Regions from separate parts of the Mus musculus genome. Here region 1 is linked to region 2. Evidence: chromatin contacts called from public capture Hi-C data. All regions are on one chromosome and are shown on one strand. Each heading gives the region's core, a stretch centred on a gene start, on an enhancer-like site or on the middle of the called end of the contact. The rest is flanking DNA. Distances are from core to core; before and after follow the strand shown. Region 1 overlaps Sulf1 (sulfatase 1). Region 2 overlaps Prex2 (phosphatidylinositol-3,4,5-trisphosphate-dependent Rac exchange factor 2).

The links. Capture Hi-C pulls out chosen DNA fragments and counts their contacts.
Region 1: a capture Hi-C map of embryonic stem cells shows a contact between it and region 2, with 6 times the contacts expected there. The contact joins two enhancer-like sites. A contact is called at or near these places in 4 of 115 datasets of contacts at active chromatin or transcription factors (embryonic stem cells and stem cell-derived epiblast-like cells) and 1 of 9 other capture datasets (embryonic stem cells).

What each region holds. Positions count from the first base shown.
Region 1 is chr1:12,742,309-12,749,356 of GRCm38.p6, reverse strand. All of the region lies in intron 2 of Sulf1 (sulfatase 1), which reads right to left. Among named protein-coding and RNA genes, the nearest start is that of Sulf1, 53 kb to the right of the region's middle. Within about 2 kb of position 4,451, at least 39 of the 459 cell types and tissues checked have an H3K27ac peak or open chromatin away from gene starts, as enhancers often do. A contact at or near this core is called in embryonic stem cells and stem cell-derived epiblast-like cells, where this site is marked.
Region 2 is chr1:11,276,396-11,283,984 of GRCm38.p6, reverse strand. The region is part of intron 37 of Prex2 (phosphatidylinositol-3,4,5-trisphosphate-dependent Rac exchange factor 2); the gene reads right to left. Among named protein-coding and RNA genes, the nearest start is that of A830018L16Rik, 130 kb to the left of the region's middle. Within about 2 kb of position 5,959, at least 18 of the 459 cell types and tissues checked have an H3K27ac peak or open chromatin away from gene starts, as enhancers often do. A contact at or near this core is called in embryonic stem cells and stem cell-derived epiblast-like cells, where this site is marked.

The sequences.
Region 1 (7,048 bases), core at 3,202-5,701, 1.5 Mb before region 2:
AGGATTCATTGAAAGAAACTGCATCCTGTACGAACTTCTGTCAAAGCAAAGAGACAATGGAAAGCTATGTAAGAGGAAGCAAGCCACTGTTCTGCATAGAAATCACCATCTCCCTCGCCTCTCAGCAAGCTTGCCTTTCTCTCAGGGAAGATGGTTGTTTTATTTCGCCACAAAATAAGTCTACCCCTTCCATACCTACACTGGACTCCTGTGCTGACACTTGGCATCTTTCAAAGGCTTTTTCTGTTTATTTCCCTGTGAAACTAGAAGAAGAAACTAGAAGTTACTAGGCATTTCCCTTTAGCAAACTGTGACTTTCTAGACAATGAACTGACCTATCTAGGTCTATATTTTATTCTTCTATCTCTCAATGCCCTAGAAAGTTGGATGCGAAGTCGGGTGCATCCACAACATGCTAACTCCCGAAGTTTGCTAGCCTCACCTCTCCTCTAGTCAGTTCTCACTTTCTTTAACTCTATTGCTCTAATGCTCATCTTACATAAAATTAATTCCTATCAGCAGGTTCTGTGGCCTACTGCTTCAAGTTGTCATCTGACCCCAGGAAGGGCTCCTCTGAGCTAAACTTGCCTTGTTCCAGCCTCACTTTCACTGTCACTCATGCCTGAGTGCTTGCAGATGTTAAACTGCCTGTGAGATCAACAGCACCCCTGCCTGCCTCTTGGAGATCACTCTGGTCCCCAGCTTCCTTGTCCCTGGGGCCCCTCTGGGGGAACTTCACACACTCCACACTCAGTTCTCTGTCTGTCTGTCTCTGTCTGTCTGTCTGTCTGTCTGTCTGTCTGTCTGTCTCTGTCTGTCTCTGTCTGTCTGTCTGCCTGTCTGTCTCTGTCTGTCTCTGTCTCTGTCTCTGTCTCTGTCTCTCTGTCTCTGTCTCTGTCTCTCTCTCTCTCTCTCTCTGTGGTTTATACGGAGGCTAGAGGCTGAGGTTGGAGGTCGGGTGTCATTCGAGATGTCTCATCACCTCGTGGGACACTATTTCTCAGCAAACCTCTTTGATTCTGCTATACTGGCTGACTGAAGAACTCCAAGACTCTCGTCTCTGCGCGCATACTGTGGCTATAGCTGAATACTGCCATGGCAAGCTTTTAGCTTATGTCCTGAGGATCAAGACTCAGTTTACCCAAGCCGCCTCTGGTCATTCCTTCTCAGAGTTAATTCCAAGTCTTTGCGGCGACAGCCTGTTTAGTCCTTTGACCAAACCTCTGTCACCTGCCCTGCCCTGGCTCCTCGATATTTTTGCTCTTCTCCAGTAAGAAATTATATACAGCATAATTTTGTAGTTCAGGAAGACTTCATGAAAGCAGTCAGGAAAGTGGCTGATTCCAAGAAGCTGGAGTCCAAGGTGGACTACAAACCTGTGTGATTCACTAGAAGGGTTTGGTGACTGCATGACAGACATTGGTTTAATGTAAAAATAAAGTTAAGAAAAATAATGTATGTATTGGCAATTATCTTATTAAAAGTGAATAAACATGTATAAGCAAGAAAAAAAATTATATATAGACCTATTACACACTCTCAGCTCCCTTCCTTCTCTGCCACCTTCCTCTCCTTGGTTGGTACTCTGCCAAATACCTTATTATTCCTACTTGGAACAGTCTAACCAGAGTCACTCTAGCATTTTGCTTAGCCTGTTCATGCATTGGTGTGGTGCATACCTGGAGAAAAGTCACGAATCCTGAGTGTCCTCAGGTCATATAAGAGTGACATGATCCCCTTCCAACGGTGGACAAACGTCCTTATTTCTCCTGATTGTTGTTTCATCCTCTCAGTCATTCACTTTACTCTAGCTCCCTTCTCCCCACATTGTTTTCTGACCTTCAACATAACTGCTTCACACTTTACTGAGTAAGCAGGAATAACTGTAGGAGATCCCTATAGCCTTGAACCTGGGTCCTCTGGAGGAGCAGCCAGTGCTCATAACCACTGAGCCATGTCTCTAGCACTCACACTTTTAAAGTAGATTCTTCTGTCTGTGAGTTAGGTGCCATCTTTTTGACATATTCAAAATCTGGGCACCAGTAACACTCTCTTCTTTTTTCTAAACTTCCATATTTACCCCTCAAAACCATGCCATTTCCATCCCTGTATAAACATGCTAAACATGCTGCGATTTCTCTAATTTTTTTTTTTAAGATTTATTTTTATTGTGGGATCTGAACTTCCACAGGATGTCCTGCGGAAGAACAGCAGGGGCTCTTAATTGCTGAGCCACCGTTCTAGTCCCACCTCTTAAAAATACTAACTCTCTTGTCCCACTTCCCCTGTTTACTGACAAAAAAATCATTGTGAGAGCTGCCATACTTTGTCTTTGCTTCATTTCACCTTGCGCTTCTATCGGCTTCCCTCTACACTGTGCCATGCTTACAGTGTTTTGAGCCCAGGCTATCTTTGAGCTCATGGTTTCCTGCCTCAGCCTCCTCAGCACTGAGACAGCAGGCTTGTTTCTTCCCCACACCCAGCTCCATCTGTCTATAAACCCATCACTGTGGACACCATGCTAATGATTTCCAATGATTGTAGATCTAAATGCCAAAAGATATTTCCGATCGGAGGACTAATAGACATCCCCAACTCAATTACTGAAACCACTGAACTCCGGAGGTGAGTCCCTCCATCCCGCTTTCCATCCCTCTTCCCTCCTCCTCTCTTAAAAATGCTTCTCACATTTGCTATCCAACTGATTAGGTAATACTGTTGGTTCTTCCTTTATAAATAGCTGGTGTCTATTTCTGAAGCTTCTCTTACTATAAGTGTGAAGTTCTCTCCTCTATTTTAATAGCCTCGTAGTAAGTCTCTTCTTGCTGCTGTTGTTCATCTATCATCTGCTTCTAGCACAGCAAAGAGAACCTTTGGAAACATAAGTCAGAAAGCACTATTCCTTTATGTGAACTTCAATAACGGTTTCCCTTTCATCCAGAGAAATCGCCTTAATCTTCCCATGGCCTATGGGTCATGTATTGGCCTGCGGTGACTCTGATACCATTTCCGGACACTACTGTGACACTACTGTGCACAGTCTCTCTGTGGTTCTCATATTGCATCAGACTACTTATAGTGGTCTTTTTTTTTACTTTTTTATTTTTTTGGTTTTTCGAGACAGGGTTTCTCTGTGTAGCCCTGGCCGTCCTGGAACTCACTTTGTAGACCAGGCTGGCCTCGAACTCAGAAATCCGCCTGCCTCTGCCTCCCGAGTGCTGGGATTAAAGGCGTGCGCCACCACGCCCGGCTTTTTTTTTTTTTTTACTTTTTTATTTTTTTGGTTTATAGTGGTCTTTTTATGTTAGTTTTTTCCTCGATGGAATGCTTTCTTTCTTAAAGATTATTTTTATTATTCTTAATTATGCATATGTATTGGGGACACATATGCATGTGAACACAGATACCCTGGGGCTAAAGTCATAAGTAGTTGTCAGTGCCAACAGGGGTGCTGGGAACTGAACTTGTGGGTATCCTTAACCACTGAGCCATCCCTCCATTTCCTGGTGTTCTATAAGATTCCCAGCTTCGACTTCTCTATGTCCTTCAAATTTAAACCTTTTCTCAGCAAACCTTCCTTTTTAGCATTGCAATGTACCTGATTGCTCATTTTGCTCTCTGTTCTAATAGACTATATAGACTTGGTAGAAATGAGTAGATTATCTTCCTCCTCTTACTAGAACATGATATACACAGAGTTCCAGGTCTCTAAATATTTTACTCGCTGATACATTTCAAATTCTTAGAATGAGGCTTGGCATATTCTATAGTTTGATTATTTTTTGTTTTTTATTTGTTTGTTTTGTATTTTATAGTGTGTCTTATTATGTAGCTCAGGCTCACATTTGAATTTGTGAGCCTTCTGCACTGGCCTCTTGAAGGCTGAAATTATGGGCACATGGCATCCTGATTGGTTTCATAGTTTGATTCTTAGATGTGCCCCAAAGGTTTTTCTCTGAAGGTTTTGTTGATCAACTCTGGTGTACCCAGGAAGTAGTGAAACCTTTAGGCAGGAAGTCTAATGGAAGACAGAGCATTTGGGGCCTGCCTTCGAAGGGAATATCGACATCCCTGTCTCATCCATGAAGTGAGCAGTCTTCTCTGCCACACACTTCGGTCTTTTGTCCTCTCCTGACACAGTGCAAACAAAGTGTTTTCCTGAGTTGATCTGCTCAGGTGTTGTCACAATGACAGGCATTTAAAACACACCTGGCCTGTAGGAATGCTTGGTGAATATTGGTTGCATTGATGAATGTTTAAGTAAAGGAAGAAACAAAGCAAAAAAGAAAAAGAATTAAATAGGTCTCCAAGCTATTTACTTGAAAATCCTTTTGTTGAGACATCAAAAGAAATTCCTTCCTCAAATACTTTGCCTGACACCAGAGCCTCTATAACCCAGCCTGTCTGGTTTCCCAATTAGAGTGAACAAATGCCAAGTGGCTGAAAAATTCTCCCCCACATTACACTACGAGGTGTCAGTCCACCTCACCCTTTAGGAATGGCTATGCACACTCTGGGGACATTACAATGGCAGCTTTTCAAAGGTGGAACTAGCTGAGTGGCATTTGAGGATCTGATACAAAATCCCAACCTCCAGCAGGTTTATCTAAAGGCTTGGCCAAGGTTCCCGGAAGCCTGGCCCACCCTGAAAGAGAACCCGGGCTGGTAGACCTTTTCAAATGGAAACTATGCAAAATGCAGTGGCTTCCTGTGCTTTCACCCCCAAACCAGGTGGAACCTGAGGCTTTAGCAAAGGCGTCCTTTTAAATTCTTAACTGGGCAATGTAAACCAAGGGGAGAATGTTTGGGAAAAAAAAAAAAAACAATCAAAAAACAAAGTGAAACTAAACCCATAGTTTTCAACAGTTTTCAACAACCAACTTAAAATCTCTGCTCTTTTAACAGAATAGTCACTACATTGCCACAATAACGCACTAGGTTTTTGTTCTACTGTTAAAATTGCTGGGGTCCTCAACCTGCATGCTGAGGTCAAGGTATCATTTCCACATGATGGGTTCTGTAATCAAAGATCTGAGGTAAAGGGTGACTAGCCAAAGCCAACCTGAAGAACAAACCAAGAGACTGGACATCACAGTCAGGGCAGACTTCCTTACCTAATTTACCTAACTTCCTTACTGCTATTAACTTAAAGAGATTAGAAATACAGAAGGAAAAGGGACAGTTGATTTTAAGAATCCCATAGATTAATGGTCTACAACCTGTGGACCCCTGGAATTGCAGATCAGATTTTTACATTATGATTCATAATAGTTGCAACATTACAGTTATGAAGTAGCAACAAAATAATTATAAGTTGGGGGTATTACTGCAGCATGAGGAACTATATTAAAGGGTCACAGCATTAGGAAGGTTGAGAACTACTGTTGTAGATGTAAAGGAAGATTAAATATTAAAAAAGACTGTATAATATTGATAGTAACAATACCATGAGAACCAGATTTAAACTACAAAGTAGCCGGTGTGTGTTTCTGTGTTATACAGTTGGAATACTTCTGAATTTTAGGAACCCTTTAGGACTGGACTGAAGCTATGCTAGGTAAAATGTGTAGCCAATGTAGAGATTTTTTTTTTTTTTTTACTGTTGCTCTCATGTGCAAGAGGAATATTTCTAAAATGAATGAGCCTACATTTATAGTACACATTTATGTAGAGATTTTTAACATCGACAATTTTTAAGAGACTTCTATAAGTCTTACATTTTTCATTTATGAATATTATTTCACATTATATCCCTTTTCAAGATATTGAATTAAGATGTTAGAGGGGCTGGAGTGATGCCTCAGGCAGGGGTTAAGACCATTGGCTGCTCTTCCAGAGGACCTGGGTTCAGTTCTCTGCACCCCTTAGTTCCAGGACATCTGATGCCCTATTCTGGCCTTCAGGGACACAAGACATACATGTGGTACATATGCATACATGCAGGCAAACACTCATACATACAAAATAAAATCAAATGAATCCTTAAAGAAAAGATTTTAGGAAAAAACTCTGAAAATGAAAACGGAGAACATTTCCTGTCATTCATGGCAATTTAACTATCTTTCCTTTTGAGTTAACTTTTTGACATAGGAAGGTGCAAGACAGGCAGTCCAAAAGACAATCAAGTTTAAATTTAAAAGCCACCAGAGTACTTGTAAAGGTTCTCGACGTTCTAATCCTGCTGTTCATACAGAAACCCTTGAAGGAAGTCATTCCGTTCCCAGCTTCTTATCATCGTTATCCTATAGACTCTGGAAGGAAGCATGTTGCCTTCTTCCTTTTGGGTACAATCCTAAAGTTGTGCAGGGGACTAAGCTCAGCACAGAACTAGTTCAGCTGCAGCCCTGAGATCTAGCTTATGTGGATCTGGTTTCTCAGTTGATTTCTCCATTGCTGAAAACCGGCAAATGTTACAAAAACACATAGGCATTTATCAGTCTCCTCTAAATGTTCACACTTTAACCAATACAGATATCTTTAACAACAGTTATTCATTTCTTCATTGAATCTTTCCATGTGCTGAAGCCTCAGCCCCCACTGGCAATGCAGATCTCAGTGAGAGCCCATCAGTACCTGTGAGGATCTCAGTGCCCAGTGGGGATGGACAGAAAATGATGGGTCTGGCTGAAGGTTACTTGGTGGACTCAGCAGAGATGTGGGAATGAAAGATGCTGTGTCTGTTGGCCTATAACCCCAGCTACTCAGGTTTTGGAAGCTGGAGTTTCCCAAGCCCAAGTCTAGCCTGAGCCATAGTGAGGCCTTGTCTAGAACCGAGATTTAAAAGGGCTGTAAAAGCTAAAAACGAAGCACAGTGGTGAAGTAGTATGAACATGTGTGAAGCCCTGTCTTCAATTCCTAGCACCCAAGGAAAAGAAGACAGAATGAAAGAAAAGGAAAAAAAAGATTTAGGACTTAATTCAGGGGAAGGGTGCTTGCTGGCTAGAAAGCTCTAGCGTTGAGGGGAAATAAATAGAAAAGATATAATTAGCCTATGAAGGCTTACACTTAGAAATTGCATATCTGTTCAGAATTTTTAAAAAGATTTATT
Region 2 (7,589 bases), core at 4,710-7,209:
TGGCACTATTACTGATGCTATGATGTGCTTAAAAACAGGAGCCTAGCATGGCTGCCCTCAGCAAGGCCCAACAAGCAGCTGAAAGAGTCAGATGCAGATACTTATACCCAACCAATGGAAAGAAGCTGGGGACCCCTGTGGTTGAATTAGAGAAAGGCTGGAAGAAGCTGAGGAGGAGGGCAACACCGTAGGAAGACCAGCAGTCTCAACTAACCTGGACCCCCAAGATCTCTCAGACACTGAGCCACCATCCAGGCAGCATACACCAGCTGATAGGAGGGGCCCTGACACATATATAGTAGAGGACTGGCCTCAGTGAGAGAAGAAGCATTTAACCCTGGAGAGACTTGAGGCCCCAGGGAGTGGGAAGGTCTGGTGGGATAGGGGTGGGGACATCCTCTTGGATATGGGTGGGGGATGAAGAACTGTCAGAGGGAGGACCCAGAGGGGGATAACAACTGGACTATAAAAAAGATTAATAATAATGATGATAATAATAATAGTTTGATAAGAATTAACAGTAAAAAAAAATAGGCCACGGGGCCACATGATCGGGGATATATGATAGAGAATTTAAAATTAAAATTAGCTTGACATTGTGAACTATGTATAAAAGACATCTTTTCCATAGAAAATTGAATAATCATATTTATAATAAAAATTTTTATTTCCACTTCCCAATAAGCAACTGGAGAAGTGACCTCCTCAGAATCATTACTGAGAATTCCTCTGAATTCTTCACACGCTAATGGTTCCAAGTTACATACTTAACGTCTAGTTGGGCATGATGTTCACAAGGATTTAGCATCTGACTTGATTCAAATTGTTCTACACATTGTTTCACATGTAACTGTAGGCCACCGAAGGTCAAGCACTGTATCTAATGGTTCATGTAAAAAGAAAATCAATTTCATTTAATTGCCTGCCTCCTCAACAGCTATAACCTTTTGGTTCTCAGCAAGGTGTCCGTCCTCTACTCCAATTTAAAATCTGTTGACCCTAACGGTTTAATCAATAATGCTCATTAAACCCGCTGAAAGAAGCTAAAGAAAGAAAACTCTTGACTTCATTTTCTATTCCTGAGTCATGTCTGTACTTTCCTGATAAAGCATGGCTCCCTCTTCACTGGAAACACAGACACAAGGAGAGTTTTTTTGTCAACAACTTTCCTAATCATTTTACACTGACTTATTTTTCATTGCACAAGTTGTAAATAGCATCACAACAAAATTGCCTGCAAGAGACTTGAAAAGATTTTAGTTCAGCTGGGCTATCAATGTAGCCACTGAACAGGGGGCATCAAGTGTTACCTCTTTTGTCTGCCTCTTCCTCCCTAACTCAGCCTCCACCCACCCCACCCAACCCCTGCCATCACCTTATTTAATACTGGCTGAATTAATACTTCTCACTATGTAGCCCAAGATGATCCAGAACACACAGCATACAAGTGCTGGGATCATGGACATGAGAAACCACATCTGGCTAAGGGGCTCCTGTGTTCATAACAACAACAACAAAATGCTCTATGTATTTTAGTGAAGTTCCAGGATTGACTAAAAAATTTAGAAAAGCAACTTTGGTTTTTGTTTGTTTTGCTTTGTTTTTTGAAAGAAACAATCATACAAACAGTGGATATACTGTCTGTTTCCAATTCGGGCTTCCAGGTACCTCAGTGCTAGTATTTCTATGTACAAAATCCAGAATTGCAGCTTCCTAGGGGAAGCTGAGTACTGTGCTCCAGCTCTGTGGAAGGCAGGCTATTATTTGCCTCATAACTCTATATTGTCTCTCAACTCTTTCATTTGAATGTCTGATGGTAAAATCCAGCATTTGAGCCCTTGTATCTAAAAGACTCCAACTCCTGAAAGAGGCATGTGGATTTCCCCTCGTGAATAAAGACATCTAAACCCACTGCTGGGATTTACAGGACACCATTGGTTTTACAGGTGCTTTGACTACCAAAGGGGCTAAGCTTAAAAATCTCAGGCAAGAATAAGAAAGTCCATTTGGGAAGCCAGGAGCTAAGTAAACCCTACTCACTAGGGAACTTCTTGCTTGACTATAATATCTTCCTTCTAGAAAAATTTGTACTTTCAATCACAGACAAAATTTAAAACTACCCATTTTTACAGTATCTTGGAAAAATCTGGGCCTTCAATTTTGTAGCTCCTTCTAGTTGCTATAAGAACAACAAAGTTAAGTAGGTTTATTTTTTTCCATTGCTGACATGAAGTCATTTAACATTTAAATTACATAATATAAATGTACAATTTTAAAACAAATTATCAGTGTCATAGAGGAGTTTGTGACTCCTTCATAAATGGCAGAGAAGGGCAGTGCAGAGAGCCCCAGGATGACCTGACAATAAGATGTTCCAGGTTTGGATCCTGCCTTATACTTGTGAGGACGTGTACTTGGTGAAGTAATAATTACCAGAGGAACTGCTAGTTCACCATAGAAACAAAAACAAGAAAACAGACCTGTGCTTATGATTAATATATTTCCGGGTATCCTATATTAAAAATAGAACCAACCCATTTCTATTTTACCCACACCTAAAATGATAAATTATTTCTAATGGGTCCAATTTACTTTGAAGGATAGTTTAATTTAGGAGTCTTTGTGTGAGGTAGGTATGTGTGTGTGTGTGTGTATGCATTCATATGGAAGTTTAATGTGTTGATACTTAAGAGCCTTTCACTTTGTGTATTTTGTGTTTTGTTTTGTTTTGAAATAGATCCTCTCCCGGAGACCTGAAGTTCCTTTAGTGTGCTGACTGGATAGCAGTCCTGAGAGACCCACTAGTTTCTACTTTACAGCACTGGGTCTACAAGTGCACAGCACATCAGCCACAGTTCTACGTGGGTTTTGGGGTTGAACTCTAGTCTTTGTATTCACACAGCAAGAACTTTACCAACTGAGCATCTTTTCAGCACCTAACACAGAAGAGTGACTTCACTACTCTGGGTTATTTTGTGTGTCCATTTTGCACCAAGTACCACTAGTTGCCTTAGAGTCAATCTGTTTCCATGTTGAAAAGCTTCAGTTTCTAAATTACTTGCTTGAAATGATTCTTTTGCCATTCTCAGAAGGGACCTGACAGTATACAGACACTATCACATGCTTCTTTTTTCAATTGTACAAAGTAAAATAGAACTGTAAAAGGTTCCAACTTCTAATTTCTTCACTCCACGTCTTCTTCAGTCATAAAGTATCGTCCTAGGTAGCATTTTTAATGGCTGCTTAGTATTTCTGGAACTGAGCTAGAGAGGGCTGAGTTAGGATGCATTCAGGACAGCTTGACTGGAATTATTTAGATGATTCATAGTTGCTTCTACATGGAGTTATGATTTTCCATTATTCTGGTATAGCAATGGCTTCCAGAGCATTCTTTCCTGCTTGGCCACTGCACAAAACCTTCCTTTGTCAAAAAGCAGGTGCAGGAAAGATACCCCCATATCCCATTCCTCTTGATTGGAAGTATGTGTGGTCAGAGGGAGCAAGCTGGAAATACACAAAACCTGAAGCTATCTATCTGTGTAATAACATTAAAAAAAAACAGGACTTAGTCTATGTGCTATAGAATAAGAATTTAAATTAACAAACAAAAAGTGTACAAGCCATTAGCAGTAATACACTTTTGCTACTGAAATGCTTTTCTGAGCTCTCAGGAACTCAAATTAGATCAGTCATGCTAGAAGCTAGAACAAATTTTCTATTCTCTTCATAGAAAAATATGACAAAATTATCATAATTTGCTAGGCAATCAAAGGCAGTGCCATAAAAATTATGGGACAAAGGGATAAAACTGGGTCACATAATAATCATATTCCAACTTTTGTATGAGTTGTACATATTAGCATTTAAACCTTGTGACTTGTTCTGATACTTGGTAAATATTAACTTTCATTTCTTTTTTTTTCTCTTCTCATTTTTATTATTTTTCTTAAAGAAGGCACTTACCTTCCTACCCTATCATACTTACCTCCGCAGAGACCACAGTTTTCTCCCTTTCACTGTTACAAGCACAAGGTGCTAAGATGAAACTCTGGGCCCTTCTTTAACAGAAGCTCACCGATGATGAAAAACTTAGAGCCTCAAAATTGCTTACATGTAAAATGCTTTATTTCATCCCTGTATTAACTCCTATCTACTATATACTATGGTCAGAATTTTATACTTTCAATCTTCCATGAAGCAGCTTTTGGCACATGTTATCCTTCTATTTTAAATGTTTCATGACTCCCTTATAGTAAATTTGACTCAAAAAGCAAAACAAAACAAACAAAACAAAACAAAACAAAACAAACTCAAAACCATGGGGTCTTCTGCATATTTGGACATTTTCAATAATCACAGACAATAGCATCAGTTTAATTCTAATTATATCTTCAAACCTTCCAAGGTCTATTGACTCATTTATTATCTATTCAGATTGAAGTACAACAGTCTCTCAGGGACAGGTGTGTTAAATTGAACACTTGGGGGTATGCTGCACATCCTTAGGGTTACAGTGGAGTCAGAATAAGGCTGATGTGGGACCTAGTGTGGCTGTTGGGTACTGTACTGGATTCCTTTGCTCTCAGTGGACACAGGGACAGAAGTACTGGTGTTTTGGTCAGTAATTAATAATTTTGTACTGTCTCTCAGAGCCAGTATTAAAATAGCCACACACACACACACACACACACCCGTGCATGTGTGTGTGTGTGTGTGTCTGTGATTCAAGTCCTGGCTATAACTCAATACAACAAATTTAGCACATGGAAGGCCAGACTTATGATAAACAACATTTGGAGCCACAGAAAGTCATGAAGTAGTATCATGTGTATATTCATCTAAAAATACTTTAATCGGATATAGAAAATATAACTCTTACAAGGGGTTCTCAGTATTTATTTTCACACATTTGAAATATCATAAGTGACATTGATCACTAGTTTAAAACCTTTTTCTGTGTCACAATACATATGAAGAACTCAAAAGTATGCCTAAAATATCCACTACCATCCCTGAGTTATGGGTGTATATTGATGACTCAAATATAACCTGAGCAATGTTTTTGTTTGTTTGTTTTTTAAATATTTGAGCTCTGATGCTGTCCTCAGGCTTGGGGACAAAGAAAAGAAAATTCTCCAAGGGCACAGCATCCTGCAGAATTTGAGGACACCTGGGAAAATATGAAATATATCTTATGTAGCTTTTGATGTATATTTAGAACTTTACAGATCTAGATCTTAGAAAATGGTTATTTCCCACATTCAGTGGGAACCTTGGTTATTTCTCCTTAAATTAAAAGCCGATTCTCTTTGTTCAAGTGACTACTGGGAAAGCATTCTTAGGGAGCTAATTGTCTTTGCTTCTTGGTGCTGTGCTTCTTGGTGCTGCTTTCATAGGTTGTAGTTATCTGGTTATTCGAATTGTAGGAAAGTACCCAATACCTATTTTAGCCCCCTGAATAATGATGGGAGGCAATGTATAAGAACATGAGCCATTCTGGTGACTCATCACATGTTCTCTTAATCGGTGTGAGACACCACTGATCACCTGGTTCCACATACTCCTGAGCATCGTCTGTTCTGACCCATTCATTTAACAATATTTGAGTTAAAGAGACAGTTCTACCTGTATAGAAATGTGTGTAAGTGCTTATTCTCAGTTTTCTCCTTTTTCTTGGACTATTTTGGTGGCTCTGTGGGAATGTGTGACCATAGAAAATGTAAGAGGACTGCTGAAAGACCTTGCTAGAATAGTTCGCTGAGGGTCATCCACTAGAAGGTTGTGAGGAATTCTCCCTTCCTGGAATGACCCAACAAAACAAGCTTTACAAGAAAGCCCCAAGCACAAGGCAGGTGCAGATAATGACCACTTACATTTCAGTTCCCATTTCTGGTGACTAAGACCTCACCTCACCTGGGGCTATCAATGCAGCTCAGGGGCTAGCCTCTTCAGAAGGGAGCGGCTAATTACCATTTCTAAAGGGGGGAATGAAAAGGTCAGCTAGGGCTAACAATGGGCTTAAACCAGCTCAAGCTGTTACCAAAATCCGCCCACAAAAGCTGAATAAAAGGCGTGTGTTTTGTGTGTTTAGGGTCGCTTCTGCCCCTTTGCAGGACGACCCCAGTGCGCTGGATCAATAAACCTCTTGCTTATTGCATCAATCTCCAGCTCTGTGCTTCTGTGAGTGGGACTTCCTGGACTTAAGGCTCTTTGGGTCTTACAGCTCCTTTTCTTTGGACTATAATAAAAAGAAATCTAATGAACCAGCTATGTTAGAGGTTCATTGACCTGAGAAAAAAATTAATTTATTAAATAAAATTTAATTTATTAAGGACACAGGTTAGAAGGATTTTAAAAACGTGGTCCAACCATTGCCATTTTCATAAGTCCATTCTGGAGTGATTTCTGATGGTCTCTCCACATTCCATTAAAGGTGGTGTATGATCATCAATCCCACAGCATCAAGTTTAACTTATCCATTCCCAGGAAATCAATGCATGTGTGCAATGAATTACTATGTCACCAAAGAACATTCCAATCTTATTCATTTTCTATTTTTAACTACCTCTTAAATCTCCGCTCTCTACTATATCACTAATGCTATCTATTGTGTATACTGATACAACCTCACCCTGACCCTTATGTGTGGCCTCGTCCTGGTTTCCTCCACTAAGATGTTTGTCCTCTTAAAATGCAAATGAAAATGCAATTATGTGAATGGCTTAGGTCTTCTGGATGAAGTATAAGGTCTTCACAATGTAGTCGTGGTTTCGGCTAACTACCACAAGCTTCAACCCCACAGCTTACATCCTCTGCAGTAACCAGCCCCTACTTTGCACAAAATGCTTTTCATATTCTGTCAGTGGGCACTGGTTTAAGTCCCATCCTATATCCTACTCAGCAGGAGGGTATACATTTAAGAAAACAGATGTTGGAGAGATGGGTCTGAATAACATTCTGGCTTTGCAGATAGTTCTGTGACCTTGAACAAGCTATTTAGTCTCTTTAAATACCTTCCCTAAATGATAGGGCAAATCTCAGAGTGATTTTTTTTCAGAATTATATAAATATAACCCATCTTATTATTTACCATAGAGCATATAGCACACAGTATAGTGTCAACAATAATCAAATTTCATTAATGTGAAATAGTAGTTCAGTGACCTTGAACAAGTTAATCTCCTTAAATGCCTTTCCCTTATAAATCTAGTTAAATGATAGTGCATATCTCATAGTGCCTTTTTTATTTTCAGGATTACATAAAAACAAACCATATTATTTATTACATGCAGTACATAGTATAGTCTTAACAACTATCCAATTTTATTAAAATGACTACTGTACCATCACCAATAGGCTAGACTGTAAGACCCCAACACAATGTGTTTCTTAGACCCCTAGAAACGAAGCCCAGCATGGAGTTCTTTGTTCTTTGGCCTTTATCCTGAAAGAGATGGTGACAGCTGGGTGACCCACCCAGGAGCCTGACCCATTGTGTAAGGGACCAAGAAGGTTTACTCAACTTCCCCAGTCTTTGTGATCTAATCTTCCCCTCACTTTCCTTGAGAGATGAGCTATAATTCACCATC